3 separate regions of the Mus musculus genome follow, and all the other regions are linked to region 3. A link is a contact called in public HiChIP or PLAC-seq and promoter capture Hi-C data. All regions are on one chromosome and are shown on one strand. The core of a region is the stretch at or near the end of the contact, and the rest is flanking DNA. Distances in the headings are between cores, read along the strand shown. Region 1 holds the start of Anxa4 (annexin A4). Region 2 overlaps Add2 (adducin 2 (beta)). Region 3 holds the start of Fam136a (family with sequence similarity 136, member A).

Evidence for each region. Promoter capture Hi-C pulls out the DNA fragments that hold promoters and counts their contacts. HiChIP or PLAC-seq counts read pairs in DNA pulled down with a chosen protein or histone mark.
Region 1: a promoter capture Hi-C map of neutrophils shows a contact between it and region 3, with 3 times the contacts expected there. The contact joins the promoter of Anxa4 here to the promoter of Fam136a in region 3. A contact is called at or near these places in 2 of 39 promoter capture datasets (liver and neutrophils), 1 of 15 datasets of contacts at CTCF or cohesin (embryonic stem cells), 2 of 484 Hi-C or Micro-C datasets (B cells and erythroblasts) and 2 of 115 datasets of contacts at active chromatin or transcription factors (pancreatic cancer cells and pro-B cells).
Region 2: an H3K4me3 HiChIP or PLAC-seq map of forebrain shows a contact between it and region 3, with 4 times the contacts expected there. The contact joins the enhancer-like site here to the promoter of Fam136a in region 3. A contact is called at or near these places in 8 of 39 promoter capture datasets (the C10 cell line, the HPC-7 cell line, cranial neural crest and 5 more), 1 of 15 datasets of contacts at CTCF or cohesin (the NIH/3T3 cell line), 1 of 484 Hi-C or Micro-C datasets (embryonic stem cells), 23 of 115 datasets of contacts at active chromatin or transcription factors (CD8 T cells, the NIH/3T3 cell line, the SCID.adh cell line and 17 more) and 4 of 9 other capture datasets (adipose tissue, liver, macrophages and 1 more).

The regions. Positions count from the first base shown.
Region 1 is chr6:86,791,780-86,795,725 of GRCm38.p6, reverse strand. Anxa4 (annexin A4) reads left to right here and starts at 2,142. Exons shown (of 13, transcript NM_013471.2): 1 at 2,142-2,217.
Region 2 is chr6:86,085,606-86,089,682 of GRCm38.p6, reverse strand. Add2 (adducin 2 (beta)) reads right to left here. Exons shown (of 16, transcript NM_001271857.1): 3 at 3,639-3,855; 4 at 2,641-2,779. The coding sequence starts at 3,821. Among named protein-coding and RNA genes, the nearest start is that of Add2, 59 kb to the right of the region's middle. Within about 2 kb of position 2,577, at least 57 of the 459 cell types and tissues checked have an H3K27ac peak or open chromatin away from gene starts, as enhancers often do. A contact at or near this core is called in forebrain, neural progenitor cells and pancreatic islet, where this site is marked.
Region 3 is chr6:86,362,944-86,366,932 of GRCm38.p6, reverse strand. Fam136a (family with sequence similarity 136, member A) reads right to left here and starts at 1,287. Exons shown (of 3, transcript NM_025591.3): 1 at 1,114-1,287; 2 at 183-323. The coding sequence starts at 1,200.

The DNA of each region.
Region 1 (3,946 bases), core at 893-3,392, 430 kb before region 3:
TAAGGTATGCCATCCAGGAGGGTGCCTGACACAGGTCGGGACAGGCAGGATGCAGTGAGAACATGGCAGCCAGCGTCTGTTAAGTAACTTGGCCATTTGTTCTGGGCTTGAAATCTAACAGATATGTGTATTTATTTTGGTATTTAAAAATGTGTATGGGTGTTTTTGTCTGTATGCATGCATGCCTGTGCACCACTTGCATGCCTGATGCCCATGGAGACCAGAGGAGATTGTTAGATCTCTTGGAACTGGAGTTAAAGATGGTTGTGAACCACCATGTGGGTGCTGGGAATTGAACCTGGGATCCTCTAGAAGAGCAGTCTGTGCTCTTTTCATTCATTTATATATATATATTCTTCGAGACAGGGCTTTTCTGTGTAGCCCTGGCTGTCCTGGAACTCACTCTGTAGACCAGGCTGACCTTGAACTCAGAAATCTGCCTGCCTCTGCCTCCCAAGGGCTGGGATCAAAGGCGTGCGCCACCACTGCCTGGCGCTCTTCTCATATTTATAAAAAAATTATTGTTTTACTTTATGTATACAAGTACTTTGTCTGCAAGTGTGCAGGTACATCATGTGTGTGCCTGGTGGTGCCTAATTTTGATATCTTTAGTGTGAAGTCTGAGTCCTTAAGTTGAACAGCTCTATTCATTGTTTTGTCGCTCTGGGTTAGATCAGGTCCCCAGAAGTAAGACAAGATGCAGATGCCCTGTTAGTGCACTCCTGGGCATTCCCAGGAGAGCCTGCCATCTGTTGGAAGAAGTCGCATGTCACCTGTCAGAGCTCAGAAAGAGTCAAGACTCCTACTGGAGGTCAGCCCTTCCCTGATCCCAGACCTCAGATCCCAGATGAGCCTGGGTCAGATGGAGTCCTGGCCTTTGTTTCCCATAAAAGACTCAGGTGGGGACTAGCACTGAGTCTTCCCCGAAGACAGGTCTTCAATTCCCAGCAGCCAAGGGATCCTATGCTGGTGTGTAGACATACAGACAGACAAAAATCTGTACACATAAAATAAGTAAAATGCACACGTATTTATATGTAATAGTAAAAGCCTCTGTCTGTGGCTTCCCTACCTGGGCTAGGGCAGACTTTGGGAGAAGTGACATCAGAGGCCTGTGGCCTGGTTGCACTTGCTATAAAGATCAGCTTAGCTGTGGGCTAACTACAGTTCCTAGACACTAACCTTTATCCACCCCCCACCCCACCTCCCCTGCATGTAATTACTTTTAAAAGGATACAATAGTCTTGAATCTTCATTTTGTCCTTCCTATTACCATGATTAATTTTGTCTTCCCTTGTGGAAGCTTAGAAACATATAGACTTTGGAACATGAAAAAACAGGCCCAAGTCTAGATCAGCCTTCCTCCTCCTGACCCCCTCAGCCTTCCTCCTCCTGACCACACAATAAGCCACCTCCTCTAGCTACAGTTGCTGATACAATTTAAAATAATGACCACCTAGGTTTTGGTTGGCTAGAGAGCAAACACTGCCCAAAGCGACCCATTCTTTGTTAAATGAAATTGGAGGTTGCCTGTGGAGCCTCTGTTGCCTGCACCTGCCTCTGTTCTTCAAGCATTCATTATCCTTGTAGCAAGAGGCATGTGCCTCCGTGTCCAGCAAGGAGCCAGAACCAGGCTGGCTAGCAACCAAGAAATGCTTCAGTTGGAAGTTTAGTGGGAAACCCAGAGTTGCTTCTAACCCCGGTCCCAACGGTGACCTGTACCTGTCTCCGAGAACCCTTCCCCTGACTTTGAGGATTGCATCTGTCTTCTTTAAGGGAGGCGTGCAACTGCTGAGAATTTTCTGGAACGTATGTTATAATGTGAAAGGAGGACATGGACTGTGTCCTCAGATGTCACGTTCTGATTTTTCAAGTTACACTCTAGACTGGAGCGCCGAGGCCCCAAGTACGTTGTGCGACCCCAGCAGGACGCGAGGCTGAGACCCTGGGAGTCTGGTTGTGCAGGGTCAGGGTCCTGAGTGGGCTCGCTGTCCTCAGTGGGGTTAAAGGCCGAGTGCGTGATCTGCCTCAGGCCCCTCCTGGTGCTGGGGGCGATTCTCGTGCTCTAGCTGCGCTTCTCCGGGGAGGGACTTTCCTGTGGGCAAAGGGACAACCAGGAACTTGGGCTCAGTCTCCACCCCGAGACTGGGCGGGTCCTATCGGCCGGGACGAGGGTGTGGCATTCGCCGTAGTCTAGAGCCTTTCTCCGCACCAGAGGTAAGGGGCTTAGGGCAGTGGTCCGGACCTCCGCCGCGGGCTCTGGGGTCTGGGTGTGGGTCCTAGGCTCCGGGCAGGTGTCCTAGGCTCGGACCTGGAGATCTAGACTTCATTTGGGGAATCCTAGGCTGGGTCGCAGCTGGGGCCTGGAAACCTGAACTTAACCTCGGGATCCTGGGCTCGCCCGCTGTCCTAGGCTTGGACCTGGGAATCTTGGGCTCCTGCCGGTTGTCCTAGACTGTGGCTGGGGATCTTGGGCTCAGGGACCGGGTGCTGTGACCAGAGGCGGGTTCTTTGGGCCACTTGGCTCCGCGCCCTGGAAGCGTGAGGTCCCGGACCGGAGCAGCCACCTGGGAAACGTGGGGAGGAGCAGGCAGTGCCGCACGGTGCACAGCACTCCTGCAGTCCTTTGCTGAGTCAAAGCCCCCCCGGGACTCCGCACTGAGGATAAGCCACTGAGTTAACATTCTCTGAAGCTCACTCCAGCACTACTTGTGTTGCCTTTTCTTTTTGCAAGTAAGTTTGCTTTCTCGTCTTCTTAGGGCGCTCCTCGCCTCTCTTGTAGCGAACGGTCTCCACACAGTGCCTGGCGCCCAGGAATCATCTTATTCTTAGTTTTTATTCTGTGTCTGCCTGTGTCTACATTTTAACTTAGTCCTCGGTGCTTTGACCAGTTGGAGACTTTGGCGCCTAAGACAATTGGCGGTTTAACACTTTGCTGGCTCAATGTGCACCTCAAGGGTATGAAAGCCTCCATTTACTGGAGGAGCACTCTGGGCCTTAAGCAACTGCGCCTTTCATTAAAACTGGGCACTTTAGTGGATGGTGGAAGGATGGATAGGATGGCCGGTTGTTACCTATCCCTCTGCCCATCATTCCCAGACTCACTGTTTCCTTAGGTGGGAAGCAACTCCATTTATGGCCGTGAGTCCCTAGAGAACGGAGGAGAGAAGAACAAGAAGAGAGGACCAGGCATATATTCAGTTGATAGCGTGCCCCCAGCACACCAGAAGCCTTGGGTTTTATCCTTGGCTCCAAATAAATCAGGTGTACGTTTGCCTTTGAGGACAGTTTGGAGAAAATGACAGTCCCAACCCAAGCAACACCCTTTTGGAAGCTTCCCGTTTTAGATTTAAAAGGAATAGAATCTCATACTTCAGGACAATCGGTAGTTCAGGGTAATATTGGAGGGTAGTCTGGACTATTCGAGATCTGGCCTTCAAAAAAAGAAAGACCCAGCCAACAAAAAACCAAAACCAACACAAGAGTAGTAGGTAGGGGCTGGAGGTCTTGGTTCAAGAACACTCGATGCTCCCAGTACCCACTCCAGATGGCTCCCAACTGCCTGAAGCTCCAGATCCAGGGTGTCTGACACCCCATTGTGGGCTTGGAGAACACACACACACACACACACACACACACACAATTAATTAATTTAATGCTTTTGTAAAGAGTGTGCAGGAGAGGTTGAAAACTAGATTGAGATTACCACAGCCACTTGAGAGCCACTAACTTCAGTGATGGCCATTTTGCCAAAGCCAGTCAACTCAGCTTTCTGTTGATTTCAGGGCACACACACACACACACACACACACACACATGTACACTCACCCAGTGGTCCTAGAGACACAGAGCTATTAGGGAAAGGGTGATGATTTCCTCCTAGCTGGAGTCCCTGCTTTGGTCAGGGATCTTCTTTTTCTCTGAAAGCAGTCTGGAGATTAACAGG
Region 2 (4,077 bases), core at 1,328-3,827, 280 kb after region 3:
AAAAAAAAAAAAAAAAAAAAGCCAAGTATCTTGGGACACACTTGGCAATCCCAGCACTGGGGAGATAGAAACAGAAGGAGTTCTGGGACTGCCCATCTATGTGGTGAGTTCTAGGCCAGTGAGAGACCCTCTCTCAAAATATGTGGTGGGTTGCTCTGAAGGATCAACCTGTAAGATTGAACTCTGGTTTCCACATGCTTATATGTGAACTTGAGTGTATACACACACACACACACACACACACACACACAGGACCAGAGATAATTTAGAGCCTGGTATTCTGAGATCTGTCACTATAACTCATTGTGACAATTGCTCAAGGGGACATAAAGGGATCAGTACCCCAAATGCATAATGTTATTTCTCAAAATCTATTTCTGAACAGAAAGCTATGATGAGCTAGAAAAAAAGACATTTTCTCAACATGATAAAGAATAATGATCTCAAGTTCTATGATGACAGAATTTCCATTAAAGTCAGATGCAAGACAAGGATGACTACTCTCTAAATTATTAAACGTCATTCCAAAGCCTGAGGGGATATAACCAGAAAACTAGAAAAAATAAGGCCAAAGGCAAAATGCTAGCAGACTAAGGCAAAATGTCAATATTTGCAGACAATGTGATTTTTCTATATATAAAAACACAAGGCCAGAAAGATAGCTCAGAGGGGAAAAGTGCTTTGCTGCCAAGGGGCTTCCATGGTGGAAGGAGAGAACCAATTCTTGTGGGCTGACTTCTGACCTCCATATATACATATACATACACACACATACACTCACAAACATATGTATGATTACACACATACATACACACATACATACATACATACACATGCACATAAATAAATGAAATAATAAAATGATTTTAAAACTCAAGATAATGTGTACATGCATATTCAAGAAAAAGTTGAATAAAGATTCATTTATAACAACCAAATTATATATTATTTCCTGGATGGGCTTAAGACATCATCAGATCATATGAAAATAACTTGTAAGCTTTCCAGGTGGATATTACAGGACTAGCATAAACATACCTTGTTTCTCAATATTCTAAATCAGCTTTTGAAAATATTTTAAAATTATCTCCCACACACTAAGTAGAATATTCTAGAACCAACCATACACATTTCCCCCACAGAAACTATATTCTAAAATAAAAATAAAGAATTCCAACTCCTCTACCAAGTCAATCCCAACACAACTCCAACCAAAATCCTAGAAGGATTATTTTAAGGCAGAGGAGAATAAATAGAGCTTGACAAAGTAACTCCAAAATTACTTTATAGAATAAATTTGCCCAAGAGATTAAGATAAATTGGTGATTAGCTATGGCCCTTTGACCTATTATCTAGGCAGGTGGCCAGCAGTGGAAGACACAAAGGAAAATAACAGAGGCTCTGTTCTGTAACAATGTATTCTACAATATAACAAATGCTATGAGCAAAATTAAAAGTCAAAAGAGAAAATGAGAAATGATTGTAATATTTTTGACAGGTTGTAGGGAAATAGCATAAATTTATAAAGATTTAAAAACCTATCCACAGCCCACTAATAGGAAAACTGGCAAAGCATGGGAACAGACATTTTGCTATAAAAAAGCACAGATGAAGGCTTAGGTACAGCCTGTCTCAGGGGGAAGGGAGGAACAGCAACTAACAGTCTGAGCCGAGGTGGAAGCAGGGCCACGCCCACCACACTCTGTTGAGAGCAAGGTTGGCAAATCTCTTTCTCCGGGATGGTGAAGGGACAGAATCTGCTTTGTGCAATGCTTCCTAGCTCCTATTTGCATTCTTTCAGCCATTCTTACAATTTATCTTCAGAAGACAGTCCAAGCATTTCACCATTTTCTTATTATAATTTATCTTCAGAAGACAGTCCAATCATTTTGCCATTTTCTTATTATAATTTATCTTCAGAAGACAGTTGTGCGTGTAGCATCACATTTATTTACCAGGATGCCTACCACACTGTGCTCCATCATAGGAAAGAGATGAACACAATCTAAAACTCCAGTAAGGAATGATTGATTCATCAGCATGCAGCCACAAAAATTACTGCAGAACCCTATTTACAATGCAAAAATTTAGTTGATATACCATTAAAATATATCTTTTTCTTGCTTTCAATAATCTATCTATATTAAACCAAAAAAGATACATCAAAATATTGCTAAGAGTGATTTCTGGAGTTCTCAAAACACAACGAAGTGGGTTTTGGCTTCTCTTTCTCAAATGCGTCCTTAGTTGTGGTCATCACCCTATACATCTGAGTCATATGCAACTTCCAGGCTGTGGAAGAGCTGCAGTTCAGGAAGGGAGCCCACACACACATAGTCACAGCTCCTCTTACTGCTCAACGATGATCATCCTGGCTGGTCTCCTGGCTCCACTCACCTCTTCTCATGCCCTGAAGTCACCTCTACCCTTCCCACCCCTGGCATCATGAGCAATTCTCCTATGGGTCTTTAATTCACAGCAACATCAGAAGCAGAGCCAGGCATCTCTTTGCCCAGGCCTGCTAATGCAACTGCAGCTTGGCTATTGCCTAGCAACCAAGCTGCATCCGGCACTTTCTCCTCCCTTCCCAACCACAGCCCTCTTCCTCTGCTCCTGGCAGACACCCAGGCACCCACATACTCATGGAAGAAGCTGGGAAGACTGCGTGGGAGGTGCTGGCCATGAAGTCCGCGATCTGTCGGAGGGCCCAGATGTTGGAGGAGTTGTTGCCCTTCTTCATTTGCTCCTGGATGAGGCCTTCCAGCTCCTCCCTGAAAGACTGCAGCAGGCCAAGGGGTTGGTGCCCTGTTCCTCACGGAGGGCCAAGGGCCCAGCAGGATTTCACAAGACAGCGAGGCCCTACAGGTCCCCAGGGATTGGTGCCCAGCTCCTTGCAGGAGAACTAAGGACCCTGCAGGTCCCTAGGAGCTGAGCTCTGCACAGGGGGTGATCTCCACCCACTCCCTCCCCTCCTGCAGCCCCTTCACAGGAGGACTGCTCCTGCAAGTAGCCAGGGGATTGCTCTTCCAGCTCTTCAATAAAGGCCAAGGACCCTGAGGAATCCCCAAATGCAGGCTCACTAGGACCCCAGATGCCTCTTCAGATTGCAGGGTAGGTATTCAAGAAGACTCAGGTAAAGAACCTGGACCCCATTTTTTTGTGCGGTTAGTCCAGATTCCAGCTCCCTCCTATCTGAGCCACAGCCAAGGCTGTACCAGTCATGGCAGGACTTCTCTTTAGAGGGAATTAATCGAATGAGAAAGTATGCCCTCCCCCCCCCCACACACACACATGTTAGCACACCCAGGGCTCTTCTCACACATCTGGATTCTTACTGATTGGCTAGGAGGAGACGGAGAAGGAGTGGAGGGGCTCTGCGGTGCCTGCTACTGTGACGTACTGAACCTGTAAGCTAGCCCTAATTAAATGTTGTCCTTGTAAAAGTTGCCTTGGTCATGGTGTCTGTTCACAGCAGTACAACCCTAACTAAGACAGAGAAGAGATCAAATACCCACGTGGCCAGGCCCATCCTGTTCAGCAAGCCTAAACTGTCAAGACCCTGCGTGAGGGACAGGGAGACAGAGCCACCGGTCTTTTGAGTCTCTGGGAAACCAGCCCTCCCTGCCCTGCCCACTCACAGGGCTCTGCAGGATCATGGTGACCCTCTTCTTCTGCTCCATCAAGTTGAAGTCCTGTCGCAGGTCAGCTGCACGGTTGCGAAGTCGCAAGTACTCAGGATCATCTTCAGAGAACCGGTCAAAGTAGTGCTGCCCCTGAGAGGGTGGCGGGGAGGCCGCCTCGGGAACCGTGTCCTCGCTCATGGTCCTGCTAAGGCTTCAATCCACTCCTGGAACCCTGTAGAAGAAGGACAGGGTGAGCTACCAGTGGGCCAACTGCTTGCTGAAGCAAAGGGTGGTGTGACTCACCATGTCCTGTGGCTATTTGCAAGTGAGAAGGCAGGTCACCTCCTGGGATGATGACCCATAGGGGGCGCTAATGCACCATCAGGTTCTGTGCAAACAAGTGTCCAGTTTAATTGATCCACTGGGATGTCAGAGGAGACTTCCTAGGTGGAGT
Region 3 (3,989 bases), core at 38-2,537:
CTGTTTCTGTGGCAAATATAGCACAACTTAACAGCACACCCAGGGCTTCTTCCAGAATATCAACCCTCACGGACACCAGGGCTCCCACCAGTGTTGACAGGACCTAAGGCAGAACGAGTGTTTCTCATCCCCTGCCAAGGAGCTGCTGTTCAAGGACTTGGGAGCTGTGAGGCATTCCTGACCTGGAACCTTTCCAGCTCGCTGGTGACCAGAGCCTGGGCTTGAGCCAGAGGCGCATGGCAGCGCTCGATGCATTGGTGCACCTGCTGCATAGATGCTTGGGTGTCTTCACAGCAGTTGGCGCTGCACCGGAACATGAGGCCCTGGGGAGCGAAGACAGAGCCTGGTGAGACTGGAAAGACTCTGAGGACAGCTCTCGAAGGACAAGGCCTTGGAGGCCATGCTTCTCTACCTGTTTTGTTTTATTTTTCCCGCCGTATCATCAGGACTTCGTAAGACTGGGACGGTTACCAGGCCTAACATTTGTAGGATGGGGATATATGTTCTTGGGAGCGCGCTTGCTAGTTCTAAGAAAGCCTTGCGTTCCATTCCGCACAGCACAAAGCCAGGGTGGTGGCCCATGCCTGTAATCCTCGCACTCCAAAGGTGAAGGCAGGAAGATCGGGGGTTGGAAGTCAACCTGGGTTAAAAGAGACCCTGTGTGCTGCTATGAGCTCACTGATAAGATAATGTACCCAAGACTGAACCGGAAGAAACCACGTTCTGAAAATCAGTTTTTGTATTTCTGTAGCAGAGTTCAGAGGTCGGCCTGGCTAGTCAACGCCCCACAAGGCGATCGAAACAGTAGAGGGTGATTAAGGGGTGAAGTTAAGCGAGGCCAGTAGGGTGAGGGAGACGGGGCCCACGCTCACGGGCGTTCAGGGTTCGTGGCATCTAAATCAGCGCAGGACGGCCCGAAGGGATTTCGGTCTGGTGGTTCTCCTGGGCCGGTCCCTCCGAGCCTCGCGCCAGATCACCTCAGGGGCGGCCGAACGCTCGTCACCGAGGCCAGGTGGGAGGAAACCGCCCCACGCGAGGCCCGGAGCTCGAACGTCACCGCGCCACCCCCGCCCGAGTTTCCAATCCCGTTTGGGCGCCGGACCGCGCCGCTACCTGCATCTTCCGGATGTTCTCTCTCTCCACACTTTTCACCATGGCGTCCACAGCCTCCTGCACTCGGAGTTGCTGCACCTCCGCCATGGCGACCCTGAGCTCAGCCGCGCCGGCGCCCGCGTGTGCACCCGCTGCGCCCCGCCCCCTGCGCCCGTGCGGGCTTCTCAAGCCACTGAGTCCCACCCTCCGGCTTCGCCCCGCCCTCGGCTGCGCCCCGCCCCTAGCTAGTGAGTCCCGCCCCTTTGCGCTGAGCCCGACCCCCCACCGAGTCACCGCACAGTCTTCCGAGTACCTCGCCCTGGCCCCTGGCCATTGCGCCCTTGTCCTCAGTAAGCGTTCCCGTTCCCGCATCCTCATCGCCCCCTGGCGTCTAGGTTAAGCAACTTCAGGCAGGAGACAGCGGGCGCGCCGCTGGTTCTTCCGTGGAGCCAGGCTTTTGGTGGCCAAAGATCTCTTCGTCGTCTGACTTCTTTTCTTCCTCTCTTTCTCTCTCTCCCTCTGTCAATCCCAATTTTAAAAAAGCGAATGTAATTAGCAGCTCTTGTACAGCTCGATCAGATTTTATTATTGCTATCTTTGTCTTGGTTTCTTTTTGTTGCCGAACAGAATTTCATTAAATGTACATACCACAATTTGCTTTGTCAATTCCCCAGCTGGTGAACATTTATGCCGAGTTACTAGTTACTGCGAGTAAAGGGTACGGTATTCTAGATTGTCTCAAGAGTAGTGTGGGGGTATGGAGGGGCTGTAGATAGCGAGACCGTTGAGTAAGGGCGAGCTGTTTCTGAATGGATTGGTTCTGTCAGCCATGTGCTCTCGTGTTCCCATTTCTACTGTCTTATGCAGTCATCTCTGAAACACAAGTGGTCCCTTCTTCCCATGGGCCGATGCAGAGGGGAGCATCATTAGGTTAGGAAGAGGGCTACTAAAGGCTGCGTTAGAAGAGCTTGGGCTATAAGTGGTCCCATAGAGATAAGGGAAAGTTCGAGTGTTTCGGGAAATCTCTCTCGGCGAGCTAGCATTGAATTTTTGTATTGAACTAGAAGGCCCTTGCCTGGCACTCTGGAGAAGGAAAAGAATGACAGGCAGGTACGGGAAGCTTCAGAGGGCAAAACAGAAAAAAAAGGTTGAAGCTTTGTGGAATAGCCTGGAACGAAAAAAAAAAGACTAGCGTGTGAAGAGTGCTTGAGATTTTAGGCACTTGCTGTGATTCGCCACTAGATGGCAGGCTAGCTCTGTTTTGAGGGTAGGAAAAGCCACACAACCCATTGTCCTTTGAGAAAAGCTGTGTTCCTCCATGGCTGGGCTTTCCCTCTCTCAGATACCAGGGTTGGGGATAAAATGTGTCCACTACTTGAAGCCGGACTTACAGGGATCTTCCAGGAGCAGCTGGAGCCAGGGCGATGGCAGTGGTCACCCAACAGACCAGGTGCTTTGCAAGTACTTTGAATGGGGTCTGAAGCGGACCCTTCAGTGTCCATTTTTCTCTCACTGTGCACAAAGTCAAAGCAAAGGGAGGGGAAGACTCTGGAATATTTAAATCCTAGCAGGGCAAGATGGCTGCCTCAGCCGCGAAGACACCAGACTGTGGCAAGACTCTTGAGACTCACTTCATGATTCCAGATTCCATAGAAAATTCTTTCTAATAAAGGCACAGTTTAACACTTCTCACTTTCTCCTTTATTTCTAATGTGTATCATGGTAGTTTCAGCAGCTGCTTCTACAGTAATGCTGTTAGTCACACTGAGATCTGGTGGGAAGCCTTTGGTAAGACAACTTTGTTAGTTTCAGTATGGCAAGACGAGTGGTTCTTTGATGTTTATGGAAAGTGACTCCTGACATGTGAGGAACCTGCCCCTGTAAGACAGTGGTCACTCTTTAAAGACTGGATCTAACGGCTTGAAGACAACAGGCCATGCCTCTCTGCAGCTCTCTGTAGGACCAAGAGTTAAGAAGCTAGCTATCTGTGCCGTGCTCTTAGAGTATTCCCTGATTACAGGTCCTAACCTATACCTGGCTCCTCCGAGCTCTTTGCCATGGACGCTGTGTTGAACCAAATCACAGGTGTGAAATGTTCCTTAAAATTGACATAAAAGTCTCATATGTCCTTCATTCCTGGGATGTCTCTGAAGAGACTCCTTGACCCCACCCATTCCTCTCATGACAGCTGTCCTCTTCTCTCCTCTGATTCTCTTCTAAAATATGTTTATTTTTATTTTATGTGTATGTGTGTGCCTGATTATATGTGTGTGCATCACATGCATGCAGGGGCCCATGGAGGCCAGAAGAGAACGTCAGACCCTCTGGAACTTGAATTACTGGTGTTTGTGAGCTATCATGTGAGTGCTGAGAATTGAACCTGGGTCCTATGCAAGAGTAGATAATGATCTTAACCACTAAGCCATCTCTCCAGCTTCATCTTATTCTCATGATAAAGCGCCTCTCTAATTTTAATTTTTTTATATTTTAGTATTTATTTATTTGCTTGAGACAGGGTTTCACTTTTTACTAGCCCTGGCTGTCCTGGAACTCACTATGTAGACCAAGCTGGCCTCACTCTCACAGAGATCCTTCCCTGCCTCTGCCTCTGCCTCTGCCTCTGCCTCTGCCTCTGCCTCTGCCTCTGCCTCTGCCTCTGCCTCTGCCTCTGCCTCTGCCTCTGCCTCTGCCTCTGCCTCTGCCTCTGCCTCCTGAGTGCTGGGACTGAAGGCATGTGATATCACCCTCCTGGTGCTCTCTGGGTTTTAAAGGGAAGCTTTCTCCTCTTCTTCTTGGGGTGGGTTATGTGGTCTCTACCCCAACCATATATCCAGTGACTGTATAGAAAATGGAAGAGGAGTGAGATTAGAATCAAATATTAAGACTTGAGCAAGACC